2 separate regions of the Zea mays genome follow, and region 1 is linked to region 2. Evidence: chromatin contacts called from public Hi-C data. All regions are on one chromosome and are shown on one strand. Each heading gives the region's core, a stretch centred on a gene start, on an enhancer-like site or on the middle of the called end of the contact. The rest is flanking DNA. Distances are from core to core; before and after follow the strand shown. Region 1 holds the start of LOC100284120 (AGP16). Region 2 holds the start of LOC100383799.

The links. A called contact is a pair of places that touch in the nucleus more often than the background predicts.
Region 1: a Hi-C map of tassel shows a contact between it and region 2, with 3 times the contacts expected there. The contact joins the promoter of LOC100284120 here to the promoter of LOC100383799 in region 2. A contact is called at or near these places in 2 of 25 Hi-C or Micro-C datasets (ear and tassel).

Annotation. Positions count from the first base shown.
Region 1 is chr4:230,653,564-230,657,950 of Zm-B73-REFERENCE-NAM-5.0, reverse strand. It overlaps LOC100284120 (AGP16), which reads left to right and starts at 2,133. Exons shown (of 2, transcript NM_001331151.1): 1 at 2,133-2,214. The coding sequence starts at 2,193.
Region 2 is chr4:230,492,139-230,496,300 of Zm-B73-REFERENCE-NAM-5.0, reverse strand. It overlaps LOC100383799, which reads left to right and starts at 2,016. Exons shown (of 3, transcript NM_001176433.1): 1 at 2,016-2,379; 2 at 2,889-3,108; 3 at 3,368-4,132. The coding sequence starts at 3,097. The coding sequence ends at 3,868.

The sequences.
Region 1 (4,387 bases), core at 884-3,383, 160 kb before region 2:
AAGATTGGTAAGAAACTGAATAAGCATGGAATGTATGTGAGAAATGGTATATCCTGTTTTCCTGATATACTCTCAAAAAGGCTGAAAATACATATTCGTTCAAGAAGGTGCTCGCCATGCTCGCCTCCACCGACCATGGTATGCATGTATACGTACATATAGCCAGCAATTACCCACGTACTACATACATAACTATGGAGGAATCTAGCTCCGTGGCTTCTAAAAAATACATTTGTCTCTAACATAGATGTGCGCGGCTCAGGTACGCTGGTTTTGTGTGGACTGATAAATAAGGCTCAGGTAAGCTGGTTTTGGAAGACAGGTTCAGCACTGCTTTCGGCGTTCAATTTGGCACTGATACTTCTGTATCTCCTTTGCCCTGAACGGATGGACCTGTGGCGCGAGACAAGTGCGAGGGCGGCGAGGTCTCCAACGGCACAGGATAGACAGAGCAATTCGGAAAGAATCCAGAGGCGGGATCTGCATCTGAGTGCTCGATGAATTGCTGCAGTGACTCGTTCCTGCGGGCTGTCAGCTGGGTTCCTCCAAGCTCTGTGGTGTCGGCTGTGGCGCCGAACTGGTAGGAGTCGAACCCGTCGAACATGGAGAGGCAGACGCGGGAGAGGAGCGCGTAGCGGTAGTGCCCGGCCTTGGAGTAGGAGACGCCAGGGTAGACGAAGGAAGCAGTCACCGGAACTGATGGCTGGCCGGGGAGGAAGAAGCGAGGGCGAGATCAAAGAGCAGGGAGAGGAGGTGGAGGAGGGAGCTCACCAGTTGATGGATCTGAGGTGCGACGCCTAGATCTGGTAGTGTGAGGAGCGGCGGTTGGGTGAGGAGGGTCGCTGTCGCCGCTGGGAGCCGCGTCGCCGCCGCGGAGAGATCCCCTCAGAGCTGCCCCGCCGCCGCCAGGTGCGAGATGCGAACGGGAGTCAGCTCATCCGGTTGATTTGGAGGAACGAGTCGCTGCTAGGGTTCTGTTGTATTTTGGAATGAGTGGATGACGGATGGGTAGACTCCGTGACGCTATCCAAACGATTTTGTAGGCTCGGATACAGGTTCGGATCACTCTGGATCTATGCCGTGCTGCAAACCAAACACACTGCAACAGATCACGGCACACCACATGAGTCACATGAGTTATGAGTCATAACTAGAGATGATAATGGAGACCCGATCCTGATTCTCCATAGGGAATTCTTCTATTAGATCCTGTTCGGTTGCGTCTGAATCACATAGGATTGGAGGAGATTAAGGGATTGTTTAGTTTATGGTTAACTGTACCATACTTTGCCTAAGGTTAGTCGTTCGAATTAAAAAAACTAATCTTAGACAGAAAAGTTAGGTAAAGCGTAACAAGTTAGGCAGTGAACCAAACATGGCTTAAATAAATTCATCCCTAGTCAAAATTGAATAGAAGATGATTTAATCTCTTCAACCCCTTGGATCCCGATGCAATCGAACAAACTCTTAGAGGATAGGGATGATAAAGTTTCTTCCCCGCCGAAATGTAAATGGAAAAATTCTCCTCCAACAGGAGGGACGGAGATGAGACATTATTATCTATTCTTGTTCTCCATGAGAACTCATTAAATTTATACGTGATGATGTTTTTTTATCACGAGGATGAAAATTGTGAGCTAAAACCAGAGAATTCCATCCCTAGTCATGAGACCTCCCTCCCTGTGCTACTGGGCCCACATAGCCCGGGCTCCAGCAGTGTGACGAGCTCACTCAGCCTATTCGCAACCGTTACCCCTAAATTTTCCCCCCTATATCACTTTCCCCCTCTATTTTTTCATCTCCCACAGCGGTTCCCCCTAAATATTCCTCATATATCTCACTACAACTAAAAAAATCATTTTCTATATCAACTATCAATTTTTATCGACTAACAATTACTCGTGGATCTACAACACAGTGTTTAGGGGATGAACAGTGACCCGCTAGATCTGAGAGGAGAGAGAAAAGGGCTGGAGTATTGTGTTGTATAGAGCACCGCTGCGATCGTAGAGTGCCCCTATATGCCATGCGAAGGGGAGGGGGCTGCGTAGGGGCTGCCTTTGGAGTTAGTCTCACCGGCCACCCGGCCGTCCTGCGCATTGGAAAGGGAATCTCACCAAGGCCCTAAACTGGCTCCACCGTGGTTCCCTTGCACGACGCCCTGCGGCGGGTCCGCCGAACACAGCGTCAAAATGGACCCACATGTCATCGAAGGTACGTAGCTTGCAAGCGGCGTTCTCAATAACATTCAGATGCGCAGCCACGTCGTAGCAGGCCTAGGCTTTTTTGAGGAGCGCGGACTAGGGAGTAGGGAGGACGGGACGGGAGAGAGAGAGAGAGGCGCGTGCGTTCGTGGTCGGTGCCGGTGCGTGCGTGGCGTGGTGGCCGCTGCCGTACGTGATCCGTCCACCCCCTCTCCTCTTCCGACGCCGGCGACAGCGGGAGGTACTCCCGGGGAGGAATGGCCGTGGCAAGGGCTCCGCTCGGCGCGGTTGCTGCGATGGCGGTGGCCGCTCTCGTCTTCGCCATACTCATGACCGCCGCCGCTGCGGCGCAGGCACCGGCGCCCGCGCCCACCAGCGACGGTGCGCAGTCTCGCTCTTTCTCTCTCATCTCCCTTCATTTCTTCCTGCCCGCAATCACAATGCAATCCGGACGCCGCGAATCTGTGCTCCGCGCGCCTGGATCGTGGGGCCGGACGCCGGAATCGCGTTCTGTTCGTTCCCCATTGTAACAAAAAAAAAAAATCTCCGGTGTTTGTCGATCTGGTTCTTTTGGGAACCAAGATGGAGAAAATCTCACAACTGTTCATCGCACAAGTTTTTCCCAGTGCTACCTGCATTGCCGTAGAATTTAGATCCCCCATGTCTGGACGTTAATTAATTATTACAGACACAATAATAATCGCGAATCTCCTGCATGTGTGCTTTCTTCTGCGGCAGTGCTGGTCAGGAAAGGATGCGTTTTCGCGAAAATACAAAGTTAACGCGAACAGTTGAGGCCCCGGAGGAAACTGCCATCTTTCAATTAAATAAATTCTTTCAGTTTTGACACATAACTCCAATGCAATTTTTTTGTTATATGCAAAACTTCTCTTATGAAGAATATTCACATCTTGACTAAACTGCTGTCAGATTTGCACTTCGTCTGTTGCGCCTGTCAGCAATGAGTTTGGTGGTTTTGCAGTTCGTAGAAATCTTGATTCTTGCTATGGCCGTCTCCTTGCATTTACGTTCTAATATAATACTAGTACTCTGGCAGCTACCATTGCCTACTTTTTCATGGAATGCCTCTTAGGGGGTGTTTGGGAACAAAGTTTTTCTGCAGTTTTGGAAGAATACTGCAGTATTCTCAAATACTGCAGTATTATATACATAATGGTGTTTGGCAAGCTGGGTAAAATCTCTGTTTTCAAAACTGAAGTATTGCAAATACTATAGTTGTTTTAAGGCATTCTAAACTTAGCTCTGGACCTCAGTTTTCAAAACTGCGGTATTATAAACTACGGTATTGTCATAACTAAAGTATAGTATAGTATTTCAAAAACTGTAGTTTTCAAAAACTTTGTTCCCAAACAGGGCCTTACTTGTTGTCTGTTCCACAAACAAACTGTCACATTGCCACAAGTAACGGGTTTGCTAGGTATATCTGATGTGAAATGAAAAATGTAGTCCTCTTTAATGATCTAGGCTGTATGTATTTGTTGGCTGCCCTTGATTGATCAAAGAGATAATCCTCTTTGGTGCCGTTATAAAAGAGAGATGGTCCCCTGTTAATCTTTTTATGGTCCTAGATAGATCCACACAGGTCCTTTTTCTTGTGCAAGTTCAGCCAGCTTCTATTTTCCTACCATTGTTTATACTGCCGATTGGTTGTGCAGTAGTTTTCTGCCCATATTGGTACCTTCCCTTGGCAAGCATGCCTTTGTCTAGGACGATGGAGATTTTCTTTGTCTGAAAATGATTGCAAACCAAAATTTCCAACGCTTTGCTGTGTGTTTGAGTGATTTGAAGAATGTGACATTTGTAGCTTTGTCTGAAAATCACTTATGTTTGATCAGACTCCATAAATTGCTGGTCTATGGGGAACTGTCTTATACTAATGGGGTGTTTGGTTTGAAGAATGAATCCATTCTAGATGAGGTGGTGCATCATAAGTTCAATCCACAAATTTGGTGGAATGAACTCATTCCTCATATTAATACTAATTATTAGCCTATGAGAAATGAAATAGTGATGGATCAACTCATTACATTCAACAAACCAAACAAGAAAAATGAGCAGTAAGAAGGTGATAGACTACCTCATTCCTCAAACCAAACACCCCATAAAGGTTTTCATGATGTTACTAGATATACGAAGGGTGGGTTTTGGGTAGAAGAACACCC
Region 2 (4,162 bases), core at 767-3,266:
GTAAAGATGGAAAATAAATCAGTCGTGCTCACAGTTAAGAGCAACCTGAACCCTCACATGATAATTAAACTTAAAGATGGAAAATAAATCATGATCCGATGATTTTTAAATGGTTTGCTTAAGTGATTTCACTTAAGTATTTTTGATATAATCATATGCTTATGTTTAATTGGGATATTTTGGGATACACTTACAATTAGTAAGTCAGACGTTGTTAATAAAATATTGATCAACTAAAATGCTTACCTCTTATCCATAGCATACCTTATTAAACTTGCATTACTCCTCCCACTTGCTGAGCCCCGACCATAAGTGAGCGCACCTCTTGCTAATATTTTGATCAGAGGGTGATGAAGAAGACTTTGCAGACGATGTTGACGAGTACTAAGTCTAACGATGTGTCAGTCATCTTCATGTGAAAGAGCGTCCGTGTTTTATCCGCTGTACTTTGATGATGATATTATTTAAGACACTTATGTCTAAATGATGTAATAAAGTTACTCTACTTTATTTATAACTTATTATATTATATTTTGATATATTAGACTTGCGACATTAACATATATATGAAAAATAGATTCTCATATGTATATATATATATTATGTATTCGGTTTTGACCATAAAATCGAGTGTGACAAAAACTCGAGAGAATACTGAAAGCACTTTGAGCCGCGCTTTCCTCGCCACTCTTCCCTCCAACGGGAGGTGCACTATGGTCATCCCAATCCAAGAAGGAATGGAGGATACACTTGCGTGGCATGGAGATCCTAAAGGAAATTTCTCTGTTAAATCAGCATATGCCTTGGCAAGTAGGAGACGTGACCATCACAATAATGCAGATGCATACTCCTCAATTAGCGGGCGAGGGGAGAACGTTTGGAAGTCAATATGGAATGTAAATGTGACTAACAAAATAAAAATGTTCTTATGGAGGTTAGCCCACAATAGCCACCCTGTCAGAGTAAACATAGCAAGAAGAGGTATAAAAATTGAAACTCTGTGCCCCATGTGTTTCCGTCTTGATGAAGATGGTGGCCATCTCTTTTTTAAATGCAAAAAAGTGAAGCAGGTCTGGAGGTGTTTATGTCTGGAGGACACAAGAATACTCCTGGCAAGCAAAGCGTCGGCTTTGGAGGTCATTGAATCCATCCTAACTCTCCGAGAAGAAACCAAGATTAAGGTCGTGCTGTTGTTATGGTGCTGGTGGTCAGCTCGCAATAAGGCAATCCAAGGGGAAAGGTGTGGATCTACTGAAGAGGTGTGCAATACTGTTGCCTACCATTTGATGAATATGGAGAAACTTCAGATAGGAAAATCTGCTAGAGCCCCACCTATGAACCTAAAATGGCAGCCTCCCCCAGCAGGCTTTTACAAAATAAATTGCGATGGCTCATATCTGGCGAAATCAGGTTTGGGCGGCTGGGGATGTATTATCAGGGGCCACGATGGCAGTTTCTTGGCTGCGGGGGCGGGCACTTTGACTGGCATATCCTCTACCCTTCATGCTGAGAGCGTCGCCTGTATGAAAGGTTTGGAGCTGGCTGTTTTCCTTGGAATGCAAAATGTGATGATTGAAACCGATGCTGCGATCCTGAAGACGGCGTTGACCTCACAAGAATATGACCTCTCTGCTTTAGGCGTAGTATTCAAGGAAATAAGGAGTAGGATGTTTTCTGAGTTTGCTTGTTGTATTGTGTCTAAATGTCAAAGAACCTGTAATTTAGTTGCTGACTGTTTAACTGCTCATGGAGCAAATTCAGGTGACGTTGACTCTAGTTTATGGCTAGATCATGCACCGGACTTCATTTGTAATATTGTCTCCGGCGATGTGCCTAGAGCTGCTTAATAGCCATGGAATGCGTTTCCATTTCAAAAAAAAAAGGGAGGTGGACTATTTCACCGCCGCAACCAACAAAACATATCGAAAGCTCGCCACCCACCCGCCTCGGTGGTGCCGCCATAACATATGCCCGTCGCTCCCCCTCCCCTTCGTTTCTCTTTCCCTCCGCTTCCGCTCCCGTCCTTCCTCCCCTCACCGGGACCCCCAGACAGCGCGCGCCGGCGCAATGCGGTGGGACGCGTCGGAAGCAGAGGTAGCCCTTGAGCGGATCTGGGAACTCCATGACCGCCTCAGCGACGCCATCCTCGCCGCCTCCCGCGCGCACCTCTTCCTGCTCGCTCCCCAGCCTCCTCCCGTGCCGTCCGCGCCACCCGTCAAAGGGGCCCACCGAGTCAGCGGCGGTAGGAACGGCTGCGTCTTCGTCAAGGGCGGAGGAGAGGCGCTGGCCGCCGCCGCGGAGTCCGTGTCCGAGGTCAGGAGCCTGCACGCCATCCGCTCTGCGCTCGAGGACGTCGAGGACCACCTCGAGTTTTTACACGTGAGGCTCCTGGTTCCCTTCCACCCCTCTGCTCCCCTATGGATAGAGCATCCCAGTCCCAGCTCTTCTAGGGTTCCGCGCGGTTGGCACTTGGCAGTGTGAGTTAATTCTGGTTAGGACCACCGCTTCTGGGCTGCTGCTGTGACGAATGGGGACTGCTTTTTGGAGCCCCGGTCGCGCGTTGTTCTCGTGATTGCCGGTCGTTGCGTTGAAGCCATTGAGCATGAGAAATTAGCGAGTCCTCATCACCAATATTGCCCGTGCCTCTGCTTGTTTTGTGGCTAATGGATTGTTCATTCTCGAACTGAATTGGATGACCGTATCCATGGTAATCCATGGTAATCCATAATGGCCACTTGTGTTTTATTGGGATACAATGCTTGTATGGTATTCTAATGGTAGAAACTAAGTTGCTGTTGAATATCTATTCTACTAGGTGGGCTTTTAATGTTTTGCCATGATTCTGAATTTACGTTTGTTATTGGAATTGTTATTTACTTAGAGTTCAGGTCATTTGGCTCACAAGTGGTTGGCCTTGAATGGTTGAGGTGCAAATATCTCGCTCACTGGAGCCACATGGCCTTCATTGCCCTCGGGTGCTTGCTCTCTTATGTTTCATGTCCTCTCGATGCCAGTTGGGGCCGAATACTTTATAAGTTGATTGTTACTTCGTGCAAAGCGCCAATATAGGAGCACCATTACTATGTAAAAACTTCCATGTCCTGTGCTGTAAGTACTTAGATCACTTACTTATTAAATTTATTCTGTTTTACTATTTTAGCAAAATGAGTTCTCAGATTTTTAAGGGGAAAAATCACTACCACAAAGTTGCCCAATGGCAAGGGTTAGTGGATTTAATAGACATTTACATGCATATCCATTATCAACACTTTCAAGTGCTGGGGCCTTTAGTTAACTTAGTTTTACTTGTTCCTGTTGAATCTTTTTGTGAGATCTATTTCTCACTAGTGTTAATTTTGCTTTACAGACTGTTCAATCACGACATCAGGCAGAGCGAGATTCTGCAATTGCTAGACTGGAGCAAAGCCGTCTAGTCCTTGCTACGAGGTTAGCAGAACATCAAGGGAAGAAGCATAGAATCATCGATGAGGTCTTGGCATTTGTTGGTGAAGTGAGTGACAAGAGTCAATTTATCTCATTTGAAGATGTTTGTGCTACCCATAGCCGATCAGAGGATGATGCAGAGGACAACAGGGGCAACGGTTCAAGGATTATGTCAAACATGTTATCTAGCAGTTTGTCTTTAGCCAAGAATTCATTTCGACTGGACAAGATTGGTGGTGCTCTCGGTAACGCTGCAATGTTTGCAGTAAGTGTGCTTGCTTTCTTCCAGCTGCATCAAATTACATTTGGAAGTAAAACTCCAGCCATGGAATACAGGAAGAGAATCGAGTACAGTATTCAACCAAGGAGCTCACAATCGAATGGGAAAGGAAAACTTCTGGAGGTTTACCTAGCAAGAGGCTGAAGAATTATTAGATCATTCTGTTTGGCTGTACAGAGTTTTAACCAAAGTTCGTTTTTGTCGGTTTTATTAGGGCGCTGATCATTCTTTACAATGGACTGGACCCTGTTCCAGGCAATTAGGGAACTTACTGTCTGATTCTTATAAATAGAGTTTGAAGGGAATTGCGTATTCTATCTCAAATTGTGAATGGCTTTGTGCTTAGAGATGGTCAGATGGATTGTTTGTAAACCATGTTCAAGCTAACTTGAACTGCCGTTATGCACTACTTTCTTGCCAGTTTTGATCATATTCATT